3 separate regions of the Sus scrofa genome follow, and regions 2 and 3 are each linked to region 1. Evidence: chromatin contacts called from public HiChIP or PLAC-seq data. All regions are on one chromosome and are shown on one strand. The core of a region is the stretch at or near the end of the contact, and the rest is flanking DNA. Distances in the headings are between cores, read along the strand shown. Region 1 has its middle 32 kb from the start of AHI1. Region 2 overlaps PDE7B (cAMP-specific 3',5'-cyclic phosphodiesterase 7B). Region 3 overlaps PDE7B (cAMP-specific 3',5'-cyclic phosphodiesterase 7B).

What was found. HiChIP or PLAC-seq counts read pairs in DNA pulled down with a chosen protein or histone mark.
Region 2: a contact with region 1 is called in an H3K27ac HiChIP or PLAC-seq map of skeletal muscle. The contact joins two enhancer-like sites. A contact is called at or near these places in 2 of 47 Hi-C or Micro-C datasets (embryonic fibroblasts and psoas muscle) and 1 of 2 datasets of contacts at active chromatin or transcription factors (skeletal muscle).
Region 3: a contact with region 1 is called in an H3K27ac HiChIP or PLAC-seq map of skeletal muscle, with 4 times the contacts expected there. The contact joins two enhancer-like sites. A contact is called at or near these places in 1 of 47 Hi-C or Micro-C datasets (psoas muscle) and 1 of 2 datasets of contacts at active chromatin or transcription factors (skeletal muscle).

The regions. Positions count from the first base shown.
Region 1 is chr1:28,533,225-28,536,140 of Sscrofa11.1, forward strand. No RefSeq gene overlaps it. Among named protein-coding and RNA genes, the nearest start is that of AHI1, 32 kb to the right of the region's middle. Within about 2 kb of position 1,492, at least 4 of the 83 cell types and tissues checked have an H3K27ac peak or open chromatin away from gene starts, as enhancers often do. A contact at or near this core is called in skeletal muscle, where this site is marked.
Region 2 is chr1:28,350,684-28,353,494 of Sscrofa11.1, forward strand. The region is part of intron 2 of PDE7B (cAMP-specific 3',5'-cyclic phosphodiesterase 7B); the gene reads right to left. Among named protein-coding and RNA genes, the nearest start is that of PDE7B, 74 kb to the right of the region's middle. Within about 2 kb of position 1,323, at least 3 of the 83 cell types and tissues checked have an H3K27ac peak or open chromatin away from gene starts, as enhancers often do. A contact at or near this core is called in skeletal muscle, where this site is marked.
Region 3 is chr1:28,333,620-28,336,370 of Sscrofa11.1, forward strand. The region is part of intron 2 of PDE7B (cAMP-specific 3',5'-cyclic phosphodiesterase 7B); the gene reads right to left. Among named protein-coding and RNA genes, the nearest start is that of PDE7B, 91 kb to the right of the region's middle. Within about 2 kb of position 1,377, at least 2 of the 83 cell types and tissues checked have an H3K27ac peak or open chromatin away from gene starts, as enhancers often do. A contact at or near this core is called in skeletal muscle, where this site is marked.

The DNA of each region.
Region 1 (2,916 bases), core at 242-2,741:
CCCATTATTGCCATTGAAGACCTTTCCCACATGCTCAGGATACCTTTTCCCCTGTAATTCACTGGTCTATACAATCTAGCCAGGTGACAATATCCCCTGCTCTCCCACTTCCATAGTTTTGTTTACACATTATTTCCACTCAGCATAAAAATAAATTATCATATGGGATGAGCACGCCAAATTGTGAAACATAATCATGGTCTTCTTTTTGTGATTTTAACAACCATAATACTGATTTCAAGGAATTTTATTCTTTCCTTAAAAAGTTGGTAAGAATACACACATTCAGACAGAATCTCCCTTTAAAATTTGCCTCAAATATAAAAGAATTATCTAACTCTTCAAATACTTTCCTCTTCTTTCCTTGTTTTTCAAAGATGTCCATGTGCCTCCTCTCATTCTGAAAAAACCCTGCCATCCCACTAACTTGTTTAAATCTTATCTCCTTTCCTGATTACCTCAAGAGCAGGGTTTCTCAACCTTGCCACTACTGTTGATATTTGGGGATAGAGAATTCTCTGTTGGGGTGGGACCCTCCTTTGCATTGTAGGATATTTAGCAGCATCTCTGGCCTGCTCACACTAGATTCCAATAGCACCCCTTCCTCGTTTCTCCACCCCACCAGAAATGACGGCCAGAAATGTCTCCAGAACTTGTCAAATACCCTCGTGGGCAAAACAGCCCCTGATTGAGAACCACTGACCCATAAGACACCTACTTTCCTTTGGGCCAGAAGTAACATCGAGGGCCTCCTGTTACTTTGCCAGTGAAAAGCTTTCACCATAGCTCACTTTCTGTTTTCTCACCTCCCTTTTTTCCCTGAGTGAAGGATGAGAAAAACAGGAGATTTTAGAAATACAATAGATTAATCACATTGTCCTTTGTTTGGTTGAAGAAGAATTATTCAGCACAGCTGTTGTGTTAATATTTCCACAAAACCTGCTATGTATTAGAGGAGGGAAACAATTATACAGATTAATGTATTCTTGTTCTACTATCTCATTGGTTCCATGGTAAAGAAAATGAAAATCTCTCTTAAGAGCTTCCTAATGAAACCTGTGATTCACCCTTTCTCAATCAAGAATAGACCTCATAATCAAATGAATAAAAAAGTTTTTCAAAATGAACAGCAATGTTGCAATGAAGCAAAATCTAGAAACATGAAATACAAATAACCTGTGCTAACACTTGCATGCTGTTGGCTGCTGGTGTGCAGCCAAAATGTCACTGTCGTACTTGGAATGACTGAGAAGTGAAGTCAGCTCTTGATTTTCCAAACTAACAGACAAATATATCTGACCTAGAAGGTCATCAATCTTCATCCATAAACTCAGGTTGCGAGAAATTGTCTTCTTTGACTCAATTTAATTTCCATGTTAAACTCTGATGTTGCAGGAGGAGCAAAAGGTCGTGAAAATTCTATTCAATAAATTTAGAACTCTTCTCTCTCAAAACTCTACCTGGGAATTTTGCCACTTCTCTGGGTTTCTGTCAAAGCAGGGCCGGCCAGACTGGCTGTACCATGGAGGGAGAGAAGGAGGAGTACAAACGGAGGCCTGAGGGCTATAGTTCATCTCCCCGTCTAGCACCCTCACACCACACACCCCTGCCAGCTTCCCCTGGATCTACCCAGGCCTACCTAGGCATGGCAGTGCAGCCCACACACCACATAGTAGAGGCCAGAGAAGGTGCAGAAAGCTTCCTGGGTCCAGTCAGAGAACCTAAGAAAGATGCCCTCGCCAGGCCGCCAGCAGTTCAGAAACCCTCTGTCTAAGGCCCATCCATTTGTATTGCCATTACCCTCTCTCTTTCAATTTTCCCTTTCTTTCCTGTATATACTCTGGAGAATCTTTCCTTCTTCAGAAGCAAAAAGCAACCCTTACAAGTGGTATTTCATGCAAATAATTTGTCCACACCCAGAGGCGTGCCATCACTTTAAAGGTGTGGGTCTCTTTGGTTTCTTTATTTTGTTTCCTACCATGTCACAACCTTTCCCTAGGTTACTAAGCAAAAACATGCTTTGCAGCTTAAGTGGCAGGGTGTGGATTTAATAAGAAAAAAAATAGATTTAAATTTCTAAAAATATTAAAATCAAAATATTACATGTATTTATAGTCTTATTTGACTGTAAGTTTATATTTGATATTGAAGCGTCTATACAAGATAAAGCATGTAGTATATGGGTAATTCCAGTACGAGAATATAAAAATCCTAAGTCCTGAAGACCCCTGGTATTTATACCTAGGGAAGACATAGACATGTAATAAAAGTGAAAGTCTTAGACACTAATTTCATCTCTTGAGCTTCTAGGATTTCTCCCAGAACAGGACAAATTCAGGTCTTAGAGGGCGCTATTAGGATGGATTTTGCATCTTCTGCCAGGTGTCTGCTGTTTTCACCATAAGGCAAAGATCTTGGGAACTAATTAATCCTGTTCCCTCCACACCTAAAGCGGGATTTCTTCAAAATGACTTTATCCCTTAAGTTTCTTTGGCTACAAGCAACAAAAACCAATTCTAGCTAATTTAAGATTTTAAATAAGGTATTGACTTCAAGAGCTGAAAATTCCAGAGCTGGAATGGTTTCAGACAAATCTGTCTAGGACTTCATCTTTAAGGGTCTTGACATCCTCAGGTTCTCACCTGAGGCAGTGGCTTCCTCAACTGCTCACACAAAGGTCTAGATCTTTAATCCTGGGTCTTGTGCTAAACTTGCCTTGCAATCATGGGAACACAATCATACTCTGACAGTCTTAGGCAAGGGATAGCAAACTTTTTCTATGAAGAGCTAGATAGTAGATATTTTTCACTTTGCAGGTCATATGATTTCTATCATAACTACTTAGCCCTTGTAGCACAAAAGTGGCCTTACATATATGAATGAGTATGGTGGTGTTACCATAAAACTTTATTTACG
Region 2 (2,811 bases), core at 73-2,572, 180 kb before region 1:
TGTGGATCTGTTTCTAGACATAATATTTGCTTTTAACTATTAGTCTTTCTTTACACAACATCACATCATCACAATTATAGTAAGTTTTGAAAGCAAAAAGTACAAATACCCCCAAAGTATAATTTTATTTCAAGACCGTTCTGGCTATTCTGAGTAGCCATATAAATTTTAAAATCATCTTGTTAACGCCTATGTACATTTTATTTGTCTATGTATTTTTTTTAAAAAAAAACTCCTGAGATTTTGTTTGGGAATACTTTGAATTTATAAATCAATTTAGAAAAAATTCACATCTTAAAAATAGTATTTCTATTAATGAACAGGGTATATACTTCTATTTATTTAGATCATCTTTAATTTCTCCCAACATTTTTTAGTTTCAGTGTAACAGATCTTGCACATATTTTAGTTATTCTTATTTTATATCACTTGACGTTATAAATAGTATTATTTTTTATTTTATCTTCCAATTGTTCTTTGCTAGTAACAGAAATAAAATTGATTTTTTACATTGACCTTGTATCTGCAACATTACTAAAATCATTTGTGTGCATCAGCAGTATTTTTTTAGATTAGTTTTCTACGTACATGATCATGTTACCTGTGAGTCAAGATAGCTTTACTTTTTCCTTTCTAATATTTTTTAAAAATTAGAAAATACTTCCTTTCTTGTCTTTTTTGCTCATCTTATAGAAATGACTGAAAGTTTTAGTTGAATGTTGAATAGACTGAACAAAGAACACACTCTTGCCCACTTCCTAATCCTTGGGGAAAGTTTTGTGGGAAAGAGATGGGAAGATACATATTGAGACATGGGCCGTGGCTAATAGCTTGGTTGGCTAGTCATCAGTGAGAAGCAAAGTGATTGGAAAATCGGTGATAGTGAGGTCTGACAAGAAGTATGTGGGTAGATTCTGGGCATAAATCATGAGAATCGTTTGGTCCTTCATCAATGCTCACCAAAGAGCTGTTGATTTGTAAACTGGTCCCTGTACACAGAGAGCAAGGAGAAACTACAGAAAGAGGCAGTCCACTCTGGGTTGGGAGCTGGCAGTTTTAATAAGCAAGGGAACTTACTTGGGAGGCTTGTCTCCATGCCTGCCTGCCAGAATCTAAAAAGTTTATACATAGAAGCCTTAACTGGGTTCAGTCACATACACAGTTCAGATGGACTCACAGACTCTCTCAAGGCTAGCACAGGGAAAGCAAGAGGAATGCACATTTCAAAGATGTGGAGGGGGTAAGAGGTCACATATTGCCTGGGCCCAGCTTGCAGGTCAACAGGTGGTCACATCCTCTCATGACCTCTTCCCACAAGAGCCACTTCAGCAGCAGAGGACACCATGATCCACTCTGTGGGCATGAGTGAGCCTGTTTTTGCAGCTATCCCTGTCTTTGTCCCATGAGCTCATAAACAAAGTAGCTACGGGCAGCAGGCAAAGAGATTTTGTATGGGCTAAGCAATGTGCATTTCTCATCATCAGGGCTGATCTGGCAACAGCTACTGCTGAGTGGCCAATCTGCTGCTGAAAGTTAATACTGAGCCCTATATGACACTATTTCCAGGAGGATCAGCAGGTTGCAGGGCGATAAGTAGAGTGATTACATTACTTCCATCCTAGAAGGTCGATTCTTTGTTCTCAATGGAACAGAAACCTACTGTGGATATACATTCGCCTTTCCTACCTGCAATGTTTCTGCCAAAATCACCCTCTGTGGACTTGTTCCCCACCATGATATTCCATACTGCACAGCTTCTGATGAAAGAAATCATTCTACAGCTAAGAAAGGGCAGCATTAGGTCTGTGTGCATGAGATTCCCTTGCATTATTACCTTCTCCATCACTCTGAAACAGTTGACCTGATAGAATGACCTTTTGAAGACTGGGTTATGATGTCAGATGGATGACAACACATTGAAGGACTAGAGTAATGCCATTCAGGATAAGTCAGTGTTTAACTTACAATGCTTCTCTCACAGCCAGGCCTCACAGGTCTGGGAATCAGAAGTGGAAGTGGATGTGGCTTATCTCACTACTGACTGCTGATGAGTCACTAACAAAAGTACTGCTTCTCAGCTCTACAACCTGGGTTCTTCTGGCTTAAAGGGCTTAGTTCTCAAGGAAGGAATGAGTCTCCTGGGGGCCACAGAAAGCGTTCCATTAAATGGAAATTTGACAGTGTCATCTGGCTACATAAAAGTACTCGTGGTAGTGAGTCAATGGGTAGAGAAGAGGAATTTTAATTCGGCTGAAGTGACTGATTCTGATCATCAAGAGGATATGAAGTTTCCACTACACTAAGAAGGTTAGGAGGAGTGTGTCTGTAAATCTCAAAAGGATACATCTTAGTACTTCCACACAGTGTGGTAAAAACTAAAGCAAAGCTGCTAATCATTTATGCCCTTTAGGAATAAATGTTCGGTTTGTCCTACTAGGCAGAGAATTATGACTACACAAGGTGCTTGCTGAAGGCAAAGAGTATATGGGTGGCAAAATGAAGTATAGAATTAATAAAAACATGTTACCAGTTGCAGAAATAAACGCTAATATGTATTTCTTCCTTATTTTTATGTGAATGATTTGTACTTTTATTAACCAGCTCTGTTTTTTCTCTCTCCAACCCCCAAGATATCAGTTGTGTTAACAGCAGCTAAGCTTATATCTCAGGATTTAAGTTAGAGCATATCAAAAAGGGAATGTGATTCAGCTGTGATTGAACTCGAAGAGAAAGGCACATTAACCAAAACTGAGTAAAGGAATTTGCATCTTTTCAGGAGAGTGTTAGCATGATTTTATGTGTACATCAAAT
Region 3 (2,751 bases), core at 127-2,626, 200 kb before region 1:
ACAGGGGCAGGGGGTGGGCTAGAGCAATGGGAAGACTTTTCTCTTAAGAGCACATTGGCAACTAATGTTATATAATTTCCTTTTACTGACCACAGAATAGCTGGTCATTATAGCTTTTAGGCACGATGCATCGCTGTTGTCATATAATACCATACACAATAGAAGTTTGCCACAAATACTGCAATGAAACTTTAAACAGTAAAATCCTAGGAAAATACTATGATTTGGAGAGCCACAGTTCAACAGGAAGGGAATGTGTGACTTTCTATGGGCATTTTGGAAGCATAATGATAATTATGGGTAATTGAACTGTGCCTTTGAGTAGAAAATTTTAAAATAAAGAATAATTAAAATACTACGCATTAACATTTTTAACCATTTCAAAATTATTTATACCAGTAACTCTATTTTATTCTTATACTTCTGGGTACAAGTATAACCATGTGCAGGTTATCTTTCATATCTCCCATCTTCCTGTTCTCCCTAACTCCTCAAATATCCAGGTTGTATGAACTGCATTCTACTCTCCTCAACACACACAGATTAAAATTTCCCTTCTGAAAAGGGATCTGAAAAGCTAAACCACACTGAAGTGTAACTGATAACAATCCTGATATCTACCTGTTTCAAAATACCAGCAACTTAAGTTTTAGAAGGATTAACTCAAAAGACTGAGTCAAAAATGCTGTGATAAAAATAATTCCTGGATAGTTTCTCCTGACTCCAGACACAATCCCTATTGGTTTCATTCTGTTGCCTCAATATGATCACGGTAGCTATAATTTCTCATTTTTCCTTATTGAAATGCCAATATACTTGGGAAGGAACAATTACTATGTCTTATTAGCCAATAATACACAGCTTAATTTATATATTTTCTTCTCTGAAAATTATTCAAAAGTGGGTTAGGGAAGAAAATGGTGAGATCAGCACCAAGAGGAAAAGGAGAGAAGTGAGATCATTATATGCCAAACATAATGCTGTATCTATAGGGTACAATGCTATGTCTATTATTTCATTCAGTTTTCACTTAAGTGGAATGATGTAGGTAATTTCTCCATTTTATACATGAGAAAATTGAGACTGAGAGAAGTAAACATACTAGTTGAAGTTCACGAGTGATAAAGATTCAAACCAAAAGATGTGTGAATTCAAAAGCCTTGCTTTTTTAAGGAGCACTGAATGAAATCTGAAGGCTGGAGGCTGACAAGCCCCATTGGAGTCCAGCAAAGCTGGCCCTGCCACTTGCCCTCAAAACTGGACTGGGAACAGATCTCCGATTTCCTGACTCCTGGCCGAGTATTCCTTCCACGAGACCACACAGAAGGCTCTTATGCAATAATCAGGATTAGGGCTTGGCTCTTTTGCCCAGCAGCCAAAGCCAATCTCCATGAGTCAAGCCAGACCTTTTACACCGGTTTGGGGCAACCAGGGGTAAGAGTCAACCTGTGCAATGCCTCTTGTGAAAATGGTAGGTGAAGGGAGCAATAGGAATTTGGCTTCCTCTTTGAACACCTTTGAAAAAGCAGCAATTAATCTTTCAAGGCAATTGTTCTCATACGTAGTGTTGAGACAGAGTGGTGTGTGTTATACTTGTGCGAGGCACAGCACAGACAACCAGTCCTCATCAGTCACGAGGTCACTGTCCTGAACAGAAGCGTAGTTGATGAGACTACAAAATCTCACCCAAAGCAGGGGGAGAGAGAACTAAATTAAACAAATCATTGCGTTTGAATTAAATCAACAGAAAGCTCAGGAAAACATCCACTTTTTATTTATTGATGTTACAAATCTCCAAAATGTACTCCAATAAATCGACTTCTTTCACGCATCCAGTGCTAACCAAATCATCTAATCAAGTGTGATTTCTATCAAGTACAAAGAGGTAAACAAAGAGGGCAAACAAAGGGGTCTTTTCACCAACTAAACAATTTTCTTGGTTTGTGGCTTTGACTTTTCCCTGGATATCTAGCCAGACGGTCCACCCTTCAAATTTTGGACCTGCCAGACTCTACAATCACATGATCCAATTCTTTTTATTTTTTTGGCTTTTTTTTTTTTTTTTTTTGGCTTTTTACCTTTTCTAAAAGGGCTGCTCCTGCGGCATATGGAGATTCCCAGGCTAGGGGTCTAATTGGAGCTGTAGCCACCAGCCTACACCAGAGCCACAGCAACTCAGGATCCGAGCCATGTCTGCGACCTACACCATAGCTCACAGCAACGCTGGATCCTCAACCCACTGAGCAAGGCCAGGGATCGAACCTGCAACCTCATGGTTTTAGTTGGACTCGTTAACCACTGTGCCACGACGGGAACTCCTTTTTTGACTTTTTTTTTGCACTTTTCTTGAGCCGCTCCCGTGGCATATGGAGGTTCCCAGGCTAGGGGTCTAATAGGAGCTGTAGCCACCGGCCTATGCCAGAGCCACAGCAATGTGGGATCCAAGCCTTGTCTGCGACCCACACCACAGCTCACGGCAACGCCAGATCCTTAACCTAAGGCCAGGTATCAAACCTGCAACCTCATGTTTCCCAGTCAGATTTGTTAACCACTGCGCCACGATGGGAACTCCACATGAACCAATTCTTTAAAATAAAATATATTTATTCTCTCTCTGTCTGTCTCTCTCTCTTGAACTGTGATAAATAACTTTTTTCATTACAACAATTCCAACAGGTGAGTATATTTTTATCATTTTTCATTTTACAGATAAGGACACTGAGTCTCAGAAGCTTAAAGAGCTTGTACAAC